Regions from separate parts of the Mus musculus genome. Here regions 2, 3 and 4 are each linked to region 1. The links are chromatin contacts, called in public HiChIP or PLAC-seq and promoter capture Hi-C maps. All regions are on one chromosome and are shown on one strand. Each heading gives the region's core, a stretch centred on a gene start, on an enhancer-like site or on the middle of the called end of the contact. The rest is flanking DNA. Distances are from core to core; before and after follow the strand shown. Region 1 overlaps Mir99ahg (Mir99a and Mirlet7c-1 host gene (non-protein coding)). Region 2 overlaps Gm31431 (a long non-coding RNA gene). Region 3 has its middle 12 kb from the start of Gm31431. Region 4 overlaps Gm31431 (a long non-coding RNA gene).

Region 1 (2,700 bases), core at 113-2,612:
GTAAAAATACTTAGTTGTAGTATATATATATATATATATATATATATATATATATATATATATATATAGTAGCTCATCTCATAGCTTCTCTCTCTCAACACAAAGAAGGATTTACTGACTAATGTTCCCCACATGGCCAGAGGTGCCCATCTATTTTTTGTGCAGTTAATCTTAATTATCAAATCCAGTCCTCCTAATTTTGATAATTGTAATATTGGCCTTCCTCTGGCTTTCTTCTCATTGAATTTTTGCTCTATGCTACCAATGGACACGTTTTAGTCTTCGACGGTCATTGATGAGATTTCAAGCCTTGAAGTAGTTAAGTAATTGGAAATTTAAGGAAAGTGAATTGGGTTGCTTTGTGCTTTGGGTTGCATGTGCCTTTGCATGTAGAGTGCTTTACTTCATGGTTGCTTCTGAAGGAACTTTCTAAAAGTGGAGGAGACGACCGAGGAGACATTATTGAGTCTTGGTATAACCCCAGTTTTCCATCTTGGATGGTGGAAGGTGTTGAACAGGAACAGGCAGAAACCAGCCTCGCTCCTAAAGTTTCAGTAAAGCACGCTGCTATTGCTACACTTCACTGCTAATTTCAACATGTTAGAAAACTTTCAAAGCAAAACAGTTCGGAAGCCTCACTTTCAAATCCCAACTCTCTCCCTGGGTGTAAAATTAACACTCTTATTTTTCAGAGATTATAAAAAGAAAAACCACTTTCTGGTGACCGGATCAAAAGCCGAGAAGCAAACAATCTCTGTTAACCATGAGGTGCAGGGTTAAATTTTTCTTTCCACTGATAAATCCCACCCCGGAACAGATTTCAGCAAGGCAGCTCGCAAAGCTCACGGGTGAACCACACAGGCCATGTGGGTGCCGAACTCAGAGCCGGAAAGCAAACAGCTGCTGTAGCCTGATTTGAGTTAAAATAGTGTGAGTGTTTAGTCTGGCGCACGGCTTCGGGGGAGATTGGCAGCTGGGTCAAACAAAGTCCTTCCGTTGGCTCCCTTCCCGGGCTGCTCTGCTAGTATTTAGTGGGTCCTAGTGCTGTGTAGGGCCCTTTTCTCAGGCAAAATTCTAACATCTGACCGCACCCTCCTCTCTTTGCTATTTAAAAAAAGAAAGAAAGAAAGAAAGAAAGAAAGAAAGAAAGAAAGAAAGAAAGAAAGAAAGAAAGAAAGAAAGAAAGAAAGAAAGAAAGAAAGAAAGAGGGGAAAGAAAGGGAGGGATAAAGAGGAAAAAATAGCTGTGCTCCTGCTTCTTTCGTTCTAAGATAAATTCTCCCGGAGACAACCTCTCCCACTAATTGTGTGTTAGCCATGAATTTTATCTCAAGAGCTGACGCACTGCGCTCTCAACTGGTGTTGAAAAGCAGCCTGTTACAGTGTGGGATTCATAAAAGGGCCTCTATGGTGTGTGAGAAAGAATATCTGTGTGCCTAGGCAGGAAACTTTTTGATCTACAGAAAAGCCAGAAGACATCTAGGTAAGACTTCGGGATCAGACCTGCTTTGGTGGGTGGGGGTGGGGGTGGGGGGGTGTCCAAGTTTGTCAGTGAAATTGGCCCATACAAGAGATGCAAGTTTACAGGGTGTGTGTGCTTCCTTCTGTGGAAGTTGAAATGTACCGAAGATTGCTTACTTATTTTTGTTCGCTTATTGAAAACTTGAATCAGGAGTCTGTAGTCGGTCTTTCGACGTTTTCGTTTTCTGTGATTGAACTGATCGCAATAGATATTGTTTGATCCCCAGAGAAATCTTTGCAAAGTGACACAGAAAGAAAAACATTCCGGGCGAAGAAAATAGACAAGTTTTAAAGAGGAATTGTTTGAACCTTAGAGGGCAGGAGATGGTGCATTCGGCAAACGTGGGTCTGAGTACTGAAAAAAGAAAAGAAAAAGTTTAATGATGTTTTGGAAGGAATATTAAGTAAGTTGTCTTTGTCTCTTACTTTTTAATTTTAGTGGCTCATTTAGCCTGTTGGGTCACATTTTTTTGAGAGTACTGAAGGCTGCCATGAATCCCTAATGAGGCCCCTTTGCACATGATTTTGGCCAATTGCCAAAATCAACTTCCCAGCGGCAAGCTTTCTCTCAAAGAACCTGGAGCAATTTTTTATATATACATATATTAGAAATCATGTTTGAAAGCCGCCACAACCAGTTGTATAGGCATGTCAAAAGTGACTTTATACAGTAAATATGAAATAAACCTTCAGGTTTGTTTTTTTTTTCTTGCTTTCTCATATTGTCATTGTGGAATCTTTGCCTGTTGCTGCCTAAATTGTGATAGAATAAGAATAATCTGAAATAAGAAGATTTAAGGACATTTTTTTCCTCTTCAGCATACCAGAATAGGAGTCCTGTCTTAACTGAGCAATATACACTATGGAGAGATCCTTCAAAACCCGTCGGGACGAATAACAGATGAATTCATAAAACTGTTCATCTCTGTAAGTAACATCCTGTTAACAGAAGTTTTGTATATAGAATTAAGTTTAATATTGACTTAAGTGAGGTCTTTGTGTATATTAGAATACCTTAGTGTTTGGGGATTTTTTGTTTGTTTTGTTGTTATTGTTAATATTTATTACATAATTTTAAAAGATTATGTGGTACCTTGATGCCTTTAACAAATCTTTTCATAGAAATGTTTGGTTTGTAAACATGTCTGAATGATGAAATAACTGTATTTAAGTGCTTCCC
Region 2 (2,700 bases), core at 191-2,690, 560 kb after region 1:
CCTGTGCAGTAAATGCTTAAAGAAACCATTTGTGAGGATCAAATAGAAAGAACACAATAAATAACAAGCCGCTAGCATCACCTCACAGAGTGACCTGCTCACTAGAATACAAAAGCAGCCAACGCAAAGAGAACTGAAATTTTTCCTAAGTTTCTTCTTTCAGCAGTTATTTTTGTGAGATTTCCACTGATAAACCAAAAAAATTAGACATTTTCCTCTTCTCTCATACTAAATGGAGACACTTAACCTGTTTTCAAAATTGGAGCCCATAGAGAGAATCTTTATATAGATGTATCATGATGTTGGGACTGAAAAGGAGGCTCAGTGGTTAGGAGCTCTTCTAGAGGACCTGAGTTCTGTTCCCAGCACCCACAGGGGCAGCATACAACTGACAATAATGAAGCCCCAGGGGACAGAACAGTCCTCTTTGGACCCCTGTGGGCACTACCCACATCTGACACATGTTCACACATGCACACAGAAATACACGGAAAACAAAAATATATCTGTTTTCACATCTTATTTCATGAGGTTGAAAGTTTATCAGTGGTTATCACAAACTGTCAAGGACAGAGGGCTATGGAGATATTGCCAAGGTAGTAAGTTTTAATTAGAGATTAATTACAAATTTTGGTGTTCTGCTGCACAGGAGGATGGGCACTTTTTAAAGAATATATAAACACTAGGGCCCCAGTGGAAGGGGCTGGTTGGTTGGTTGATGGTTGATTGTAGGTTGTTCCAATTTGACAAGTAGTTAAGTACAAAGAGATGAAAAGAAGAAATTAGATATCCTGATGGTGAAGATCAAACTTGCCCCAAGGAACTTGATGCCCCTAATCAGCAGGCAGTGCAATGATTTTGTCACCCTTTCCCTTGTATCCACTTTTCTCTCCTACCTAGTCTTAGGTGTTGAAAGGTTGGAAGAAGAGAGAACAATGAAAAAAAAAGAACCCACAAAGTAGCCAAAAGTCCACCTACACTGGACTGTTTGACTTAGCCAATCATGTCCAGCAAAGCAGGACTTAGCCTAGATCCCCAGTCAGACCTCTGAAACTCGCTTTGGTTTTGCCCTGGTTCTTTTGCCCATTTTTTTCTCCCTATATTCTAACAGCATATCCTGGCTGATAGGTATTCCATCCGTTTAGATTCCAAAAGACAAAGAATCCTTACACCCAAGTCATGGGGAGTCAAGCAGCCACCAGCCTACTGCAATGATAGCCAGAGCACATGGGCTCAGCTGCAGGCCAAGGGAACGGAACAAAACCCAGCATAAAACATGCACCGCGCTTGGTAAGATGTGCTGATGAGGAAACGGCAAGGGAATCATGAGCTCAAGGGGAAGCTGACCTTCATCCCTGCAGGCTGGAGAAAGGACTCAGTAGTTAAGAACTCACATTGCTGTGGCAGAGGACCCAAGTTTGAATCCTAGTACCCACATGGGGAGTTAAGGACAACCTGTAATTCCAAACCCAGGTAGATTTAGGCTTCTGGCCTCTGCCTATATCCTCATTCATGTGCAAATATCTGCACACCTGCACACATATAATTAAAAGTAAAATAAATACTTTTGAAAGCATAAACAGAAATACACACACATATATATACACAAATGCAGACACATAAGCCACTGAGATCCCAGGAATACTTGTAACTAACAAACGTTGGAAAACATTAACATTATTGATTGCCCACACGGCTGCATTTTTACCATTTTGTCTGTGTTCATGAGATTGTACTATTCACATAGACTCCAAAAGGATAACTCTCTCTCCCTCTCACTCTCCATCCCCCTCCCCTTCTCCCTCTCCCCCTTCCCCTCTCCCCCTCCCCCTCTCCCTCTCTCCCTCTCTCCCCCTCTCCCTCCCCATCTATCCCTCTCCCCCTCTCCCTCTCTCCCTCTCCCCCTCTCTCCCTCCCCTCTCCCTCTCCCCCTCTCCCTCTCTCTCCCCCTCTCCCTCTCTCTCTCCCTCTCCCTCTCTCTCCTCCTCTCCCCTCCCCCTCTCCCTCTCTCTCTCCCCCTCTCCTTCTCCCTCTCTCCCTCTCTTCCTCTTTCCCTCTCTCTCTCCCCCCTCCCTCTCCCTCTCCTTCTCTCCCTCTCCCTCTCCCTCTCCCTCTCACCTCTCTCCTCTTACCCTCCCCCTTTCTCCCTCTCTCTCTCCCTCTCCCTTTCTCTCACACACAGAGTCAGACAGACAGACAGACAGACAGGACAAATCATTGGGGAAGAGCACCATGTACTTCCTATGCTCATCCAAACATACCATGAGACAAGCAAGGAATGAATGACCCAGAATTTTTAGTGGTGGCTGGAGGAGGGCCTGTAGCAATGGTGGCCACATCCACAGGGTTTTCTGTGGTTTGAGCTTCCCTGGCTTCCAAAGGAGAAAGTGCGAAGCTTCCTCAGCAGCTTTTTAGGATGTATGAAGTAAAGAGGGAGGTATGAGGTTTCTAAGCTGTCGACAGCCAAATATCCCAGAAATGAGTCATGCCGTTAGTGTGCATGCTCGAAGCCTGACTAGCATTGCTTCCTTTGGAAGATGCACTCTGTTTCTTTAGCTCGTGCAGTTGGGTTGGGCTTGTGAATAGTCTATCCAATCTAACCTGCCAGAAGAGATTTGCAAAATCCCAAGCCTAGACTAGATCTCGAGAGACTTTTCCTTCATCCTTTTAATTTCTTAGAGTGACATCGCTACATGTGAA
Region 3 (2,700 bases), core at 55-2,554, 600 kb after region 1:
TCAGGTTCCTTGTCTCAATGAATTGGAATAGATACCCAAGGATCAATAATAAAAGTATAGATCTGTGGACAGACGGAGTAAAAGGGGCTGCAGTCCACAGACTCAGCCAACTCAAGTTTAGATCTGAGAGTTCTTTTCCAAGCTCTTTGTATGAGTTAGAGCTAGAGCAGCCCCTCCACAGGGTAAGAAAGAGGATAGATCCTTATCCTGATTGATTGACAGGCTGATAAAACTTTGGAGCATCCCTACATGGGTCATTCATCCCATAGTTCTAAGCATCTGCAGAACCTATCATGTTTACACATGAGATGGTAGATCCATGCTTTCCCCTGGCAGGTCACTTGAAGGTCAGACTAGCCTTGAATCAGTTAAGCCAAATTCTGGCTTAAGCCTGCTTTCTTAATATTTCTTTTGACCCTAAAGTACCTAAGCCCCAAATTACCCTCAGGAGACAAAGTGCTGATGTTGCCCCTCCAAGAGGTGGAAAATAAGGAGATGTGCCACCAGAGCTGGACTGTGCTACAGTCTCCTACCTCAGGGTCATACACCCTGAACAGGAACAATAGAGAATGGACAACTACTACATGTTCTTTCTCAATTTATTAATGCTTAAAGAGATGGAAAGATTAACCATCGATTTGATCATTATATAACATATGCATCTATCAAATTGTTGCACTCTACCCTGTAAATCTATACAATAAAAACAATGATTTAAAAAATATTTACTGATAGCAGAAATCACAGTGTCCATGAATCCTGGTCAGAAATGCCCGAGGAAGTCTGTAAACCTCTCAGAACAGTTAGAACTCAACTCAAGCTCCAAACGTCTCCAAACACGAAAGCTCTAATAAAATAAGTGAGAATCTTCCATAAAACTTTAAGATGCCAAAGAACAGATTTTTATCATTCCCCACCACGCAAAATGTCACTGTCCAGAATCAGAGCTAGGATGTAAAGGCTTTCGTCTGAAATTTAAGAAAAAAAAAAAAAAAACACACACACACACACACAATAATGACCATTGCAGTGTACAGAAAAAAAATCACAATGTGTGCTTCTGGCTCAGAGCAGCAAACAAAAAGGTCTATGTTGAGGAGTGATTGATGTAGCTGGTTTGTATCTTTAATACTCCAGGGCAACAGAAAGAAAGCAAGGAGAATTTAATTTCCTCTGATTAAAAGTTGCGTTTTCTTTTCTGTCTCTTTCTTCTTTCTCCCTGCCATCTGTCTTCCACATCGTCCGTCGTCCCCACCCCTACCCCTGGCCCCCTGAGTTTTCTCTATTTGTACCCGGGTGGCTGAGATCCAGAAGAAAGGTGGAGTCTCATCGTTTGGGTGGTCCGAGTAAATCTTTAGTCTTTGGCTAACCTCTCCTTAGACTGGAAAGTGGCCAAGAATTTGCAGTGTTAGGGAGAGTCACTTTGAAAGGCTGCAAAGCGTCCATCTGGGTGCATGTCAATACAGTTTCCCTGGTTTAGTAAAAAAGAAGGGAACAGAAACTTTCCAGCCAGAGCAACAACTATTTCTCCCAAACTTAAAAGTGCACCCTTGTATAAGCTGTGCTTCTTACCAGTTATAATGTCCCTTTATTTCAGTTTACGGCTTGACCCCTCCTGCTAGCTGAGCCAACAAACTCGTCATTCTAAAGAAACTACTCCACCCGACATGTATTCTCTTTGTTCAGATTCTCTACTCTCTCTTGCCCTCACAACATTTCATTAAATGCAGGCTCAGGACAGATCGGATTTGCTTTTTGTATCTCAGTATAAATTTAGGAACATCAAAATCTCTCTCCACGGCACCTCCTCTTTATTATAACATTAAATTAGGTTCGGGTTCATTCTGAAAGACCAGTTGTATTTCTTTTTAATTAAAAGGAGAAATAAAATCTCCTTTTTTCTATAAGTAGGTTCACAAAGAATGCAGGAGTTATTTCTCCCAATAATAACTTAACAAAAGAGATTTAAATCCTCTGAATTAGAGGGAGGATTAGAGAGGGAAAGTCACCTGCGTAGTTCGAATACATTATCACAATTATTGAAGGGGATGTATCTTTTGGTACCTGGCAAAAGTTAATAAAAATACCCACAAAGGTAACAATGATGTAGTGTCACTTCAGTGAAAATAACCCAAATTGCTGCCATTAGAAAAGGTTCTAAATCTACTTAGGCTCATCAATGCAGGCCTAGAAATTTCTAATGAAGAACTTCATCAAAGGAAGGTTTAAACACTTCATGCAAAAATCAAACTTGTAAAATTAAACTCAAACTGATTCAATTTTTAAGGGTCTCAAGTTCCCACTATTCTAATCTCTTAGCTGTTGAAATCATTCTTGAATCAAACTATGTCAGGTGGGCTACAAGCAAGGAAATGGATATTAGACATGGAAGACTGTGTAACCAGTCTCCACTGTTGGGCAGCTCCCTCTGAAAACCCTAATGCTATAAACTGTGATCAGAATGGTACTGAAAAAGATAAGCAGTACCACACTGTAATAATGCAAATATGTGACCTGGGTTAAAATAATTAGATAAACCATACTTTTAAAATTAAAAAAAAAAACTCCAGCAGAAATGATATTCAAAGAAATAAAGGAAACATTTCAAATTCACATTTGAAGATTTGTTTTATTTTGTCTGTTTGTTTTGTATGTGTATACACAACTGTGTGAAGGTGGAGCCCAGAAGAGGACATTGGA
Region 4 (2,700 bases), core at 29-2,528, 540 kb after region 1:
AGATACCTTTTAAAATGAAATGAAAATCACAAAAACAGAAAACTCTGGAAACCTAAGAACTGAGCAAGAGTTGACTAAGCATTCACAAAATAACAAGAGAAATGGGGGCTCAGGCTAAGTATAGCATGAACTATCATTCCGTATCAGTCAGTAGAGGGTTTGGTCCCACTCACTTATGCCATACCACGCTCAGGGCACTGCTGTGCTTCACTGAAATGCCTTTCTCTCTCCCAGGTGATGCTCAACACAACCTCATTAAGATCCCCACCCAGGGGTCCATCCCATAATCAGCCACCAAACGCAGACACTATTGCATATGTCAGCAAGATTTTGCTGAAAGGACCCTGATATAACTGTCTCTTGTGAGGCTATGCCAGTACATGGCAAATACAGAAGTGGATGCTCACAGTCATCTATAGGATGGAACACAGGGCTCCCAAAGGAGGAGCTAGAGAAAGTACCCAAGGAGCTGAAGGAGTCTACAACCCTATAGGTGGAACAACAATATGAACTAATCAGTACCCCCAAGAGCTCGTGCCTCTAGCTACATATGTAGCAGAAGATGGCCTAGTCGGCCATCATTGGAAAGAGAGGCCCCCTGGTTTTGTAAACTTTATATGTCTCAGTACAGGGGAACGCCAGGGCCAAGAAGTGAGAGTGAGTGGGTAGGGGAGCAGTGCGGGGGTGAAGGGGGAGGGTATAGGGAACTTTTGGGATAGCATTTGAAATATAAATGAAGAAACTATCTAGTAAAAAAATTTAAAAAAAAAATCTTAGCAAAGGACAAAGCATGCCTGAAGCTGTATTGACTGAGATCCATGGAACAGAATTTTTAATGAGCTGAAAGGCTCCAAGATCATCAACACCAAACCTTACACAGTTGTAAGTATCTTTCTTAGTTAGGTCAACCTCAACTCCTATATTTATTGTAAGCAAAATGCAGTGTTGAACGTGGACGTCTGATACAATTTTTTTTTGCTGATAGGCAAGTACCTTCCATGTGGTATAGACTTGGGCTGCTTCTCTGGCTTGCATTTCCTACAGCCCCACATCCTCTTGGCGAATCCTAGCTGCTCGGCTGTATGAGACAGGAAGTGGGTAAAGGGTAATGTAAATCTCAGTCAGCTGCTTTGCATCAATAATTCAGACCCAAATTACATGTTAAAAATTAGCAGCTCTGGTTTTTCAAAAACCTTGTCATAAGAGTAGGAAACTACAGTGAGGCTGGCCCAAGTGGGCTGTAATTCATCCCCCGCACTCTTGATGCTCTGGCCAGCCGGAATGCCATTAACTTGCACCCACACACAGGCACTGTCTCTGTAATTCTACACTAGACTCTTGCCTGTATTTAATTATTCTCCTCTTCATGACCCCCAAATCCTTTCCATTCATCAAACATTCCTATAAGCCATAAACTTCTCATGTTATAAATGTCATGATAGTTATAAATATTTTTCTATTGAACTAATTTTGGATCTGTATAACAGTTGCAAATATTGGTTACAGATATTTCATACATTTCTCCATCAGGTCCCTCAATGTAAATATTTTGAAACAGTGTACAATGTCCCCAGGAAGGCCATATCAGGAGGTCAGAACTAATTCTGCCTTACTAATGTCTATTTTCTATGTATGGTGTGGAATTTGTTTGTATGATGGTGGTGGTGTGGTATGGTGTGTGTGTGTGTGTGTGTGTGTGTGTGTGTGTGTGTGTGTGTGTGTGTGTGTGTGTGAGTGTGTGTGTGTGTGTGTGTGTGTGCATGTTGGACACAAATATATATAAAACTAATCCACAGGGTCTGTTTTTCTTGTGTATATCTGATTTCAAGGCTGACTATGCTACATTGGACAACCAAAAAGGAAGCTTACTCTTAGGAGAGGCTAATTCATACCCTCCCAACAGTCATTAGTTGCCTGTAGTTCCTTTTCTAGGATTGAGGCACCACGCAATTTTCTCCCTTCCATGCTAACACCCATTGCAATTGCCTTTGTCACAGACTTGTTTTATGCAGCCATTTCTAGGAGACAACGTTTCCCAACTAACTTCCTGCTGTTCTGGTCTCTTAAAATCATTCAAGCCTCTAGGAACCACATTATTTTGACCTCATCTACAATAATATACAATATGTATAAGTGTATGTGTATGTATAAACATACACACAGAGAGGGACAAGGAGAGAGAGAGAGAGAGAGAGAGAGAGAGAGAGAGAGAGAGAGAGAGAGAGAGAGAGATCTTAAAAGAAATTAAGCTACTCGGGTTAAGAAGGCTCGAAATATCATGCATGGCAAACCTCCTTTCAAATGGTTGGTCAGGGTAGCCCAAGTGATTCCCAGAACAATATAGGTTATAGATGTAGCCCTTGGCTCCCTGGCATGGACCTCTATTGCCGAAGACACTGCACACTTAGGACCAAGGCTCATAGGACTTGAGTTAGATATCTGAATGCCTCTCTTCTTTGATCTACCATCCACGGTTTCAGAACAGACTGAGCACAGAGGGTTCTTAAGTTCTCTATTCATTCAACTCTGTTCACCTTTCTCTCTTGGGATCCTTTCCTGATTGCCACAGCAATCTAGAATATTATGTGTAATTTTTATCGCACATGGAAGAAAATGTGAAGCATGGCATATTTTGTAAAACTGTGTCCAATGACATGTCTTGAAAGAATTTTAGGACTGCTATATGGAAAAAAAGAGGGA

What was found. Promoter capture Hi-C pulls out the DNA fragments that hold promoters and counts their contacts. HiChIP or PLAC-seq counts read pairs in DNA pulled down with a chosen protein or histone mark.
Region 2: a contact with region 1 is called in a promoter capture Hi-C map of cranial neural crest. The contact joins two enhancer-like sites. A contact is called at or near these places in 3 of 39 promoter capture datasets (cranial neural crest, frontonasal cranial neural crest and maxillary cranial neural crest).
Region 3: an H3K27ac HiChIP or PLAC-seq map of heart atrium shows a contact between it and region 1, with 7 times the contacts expected there. The contact joins two enhancer-like sites. A contact is called at or near these places in 5 of 39 promoter capture datasets (cranial neural crest, frontonasal cranial neural crest, hippocampal neurons and 2 more), 1 of 484 Hi-C or Micro-C datasets (ventral hippocampal neurons) and 4 of 115 datasets of contacts at active chromatin or transcription factors (craniofacial prominence, embryonic forebrain, heart atrium and 1 more).
Region 4: a contact with region 1 is called in an H3K4me3 HiChIP or PLAC-seq map of craniofacial prominence, with 6 times the contacts expected there. The contact joins two enhancer-like sites. A contact is called at or near these places in 3 of 39 promoter capture datasets (cranial neural crest, maxillary cranial neural crest and second pharyngeal arch cranial neural crest), 1 of 484 Hi-C or Micro-C datasets (uterus) and 2 of 115 datasets of contacts at active chromatin or transcription factors (craniofacial prominence and neural progenitor cells).

Annotation. Positions count from the first base shown.
Region 1 is chr16:77,499,164-77,501,863 of GRCm38.p6, forward strand. It overlaps Mir99ahg (Mir99a and Mirlet7c-1 host gene (non-protein coding)), which reads left to right. Exons shown (of 5, transcript NR_015543.3): 4 at 2,340-2,447. Among named protein-coding and RNA genes, the nearest start is that of 9430053O09Rik, 80 kb to the left of the region's middle. Within about 2 kb of position 1,363, at least 195 of the 459 cell types and tissues checked have an H3K27ac peak or open chromatin away from gene starts, as enhancers often do. A contact at or near this core is called in heart atrium and neural progenitor cells, where this site is marked.
Region 2 is chr16:78,058,246-78,060,945 of GRCm38.p6, forward strand. The region is part of intron 2 of Gm31431 (a long non-coding RNA gene); the gene reads right to left. Among named protein-coding and RNA genes, the nearest start is that of Gm31431, 30 kb to the right of the region's middle. Within about 2 kb of position 1,441, at least 40 of the 459 cell types and tissues checked have an H3K27ac peak or open chromatin away from gene starts, as enhancers often do.
Region 3 is chr16:78,100,542-78,103,241 of GRCm38.p6, forward strand. No RefSeq gene overlaps it. Among named protein-coding and RNA genes, the nearest start is that of Gm31431, 12 kb to the left of the region's middle. Within about 2 kb of position 1,305, at least 42 of the 459 cell types and tissues checked have an H3K27ac peak or open chromatin away from gene starts, as enhancers often do. A contact at or near this core is called in heart atrium and neural progenitor cells, where this site is marked.
Region 4 is chr16:78,039,178-78,041,877 of GRCm38.p6, forward strand. All of the region lies in intron 2 of Gm31431 (a long non-coding RNA gene), which reads right to left. Among named protein-coding and RNA genes, the nearest start is that of Gm31431, 49 kb to the right of the region's middle. Within about 2 kb of position 1,279, at least 8 of the 459 cell types and tissues checked have an H3K27ac peak or open chromatin away from gene starts, as enhancers often do.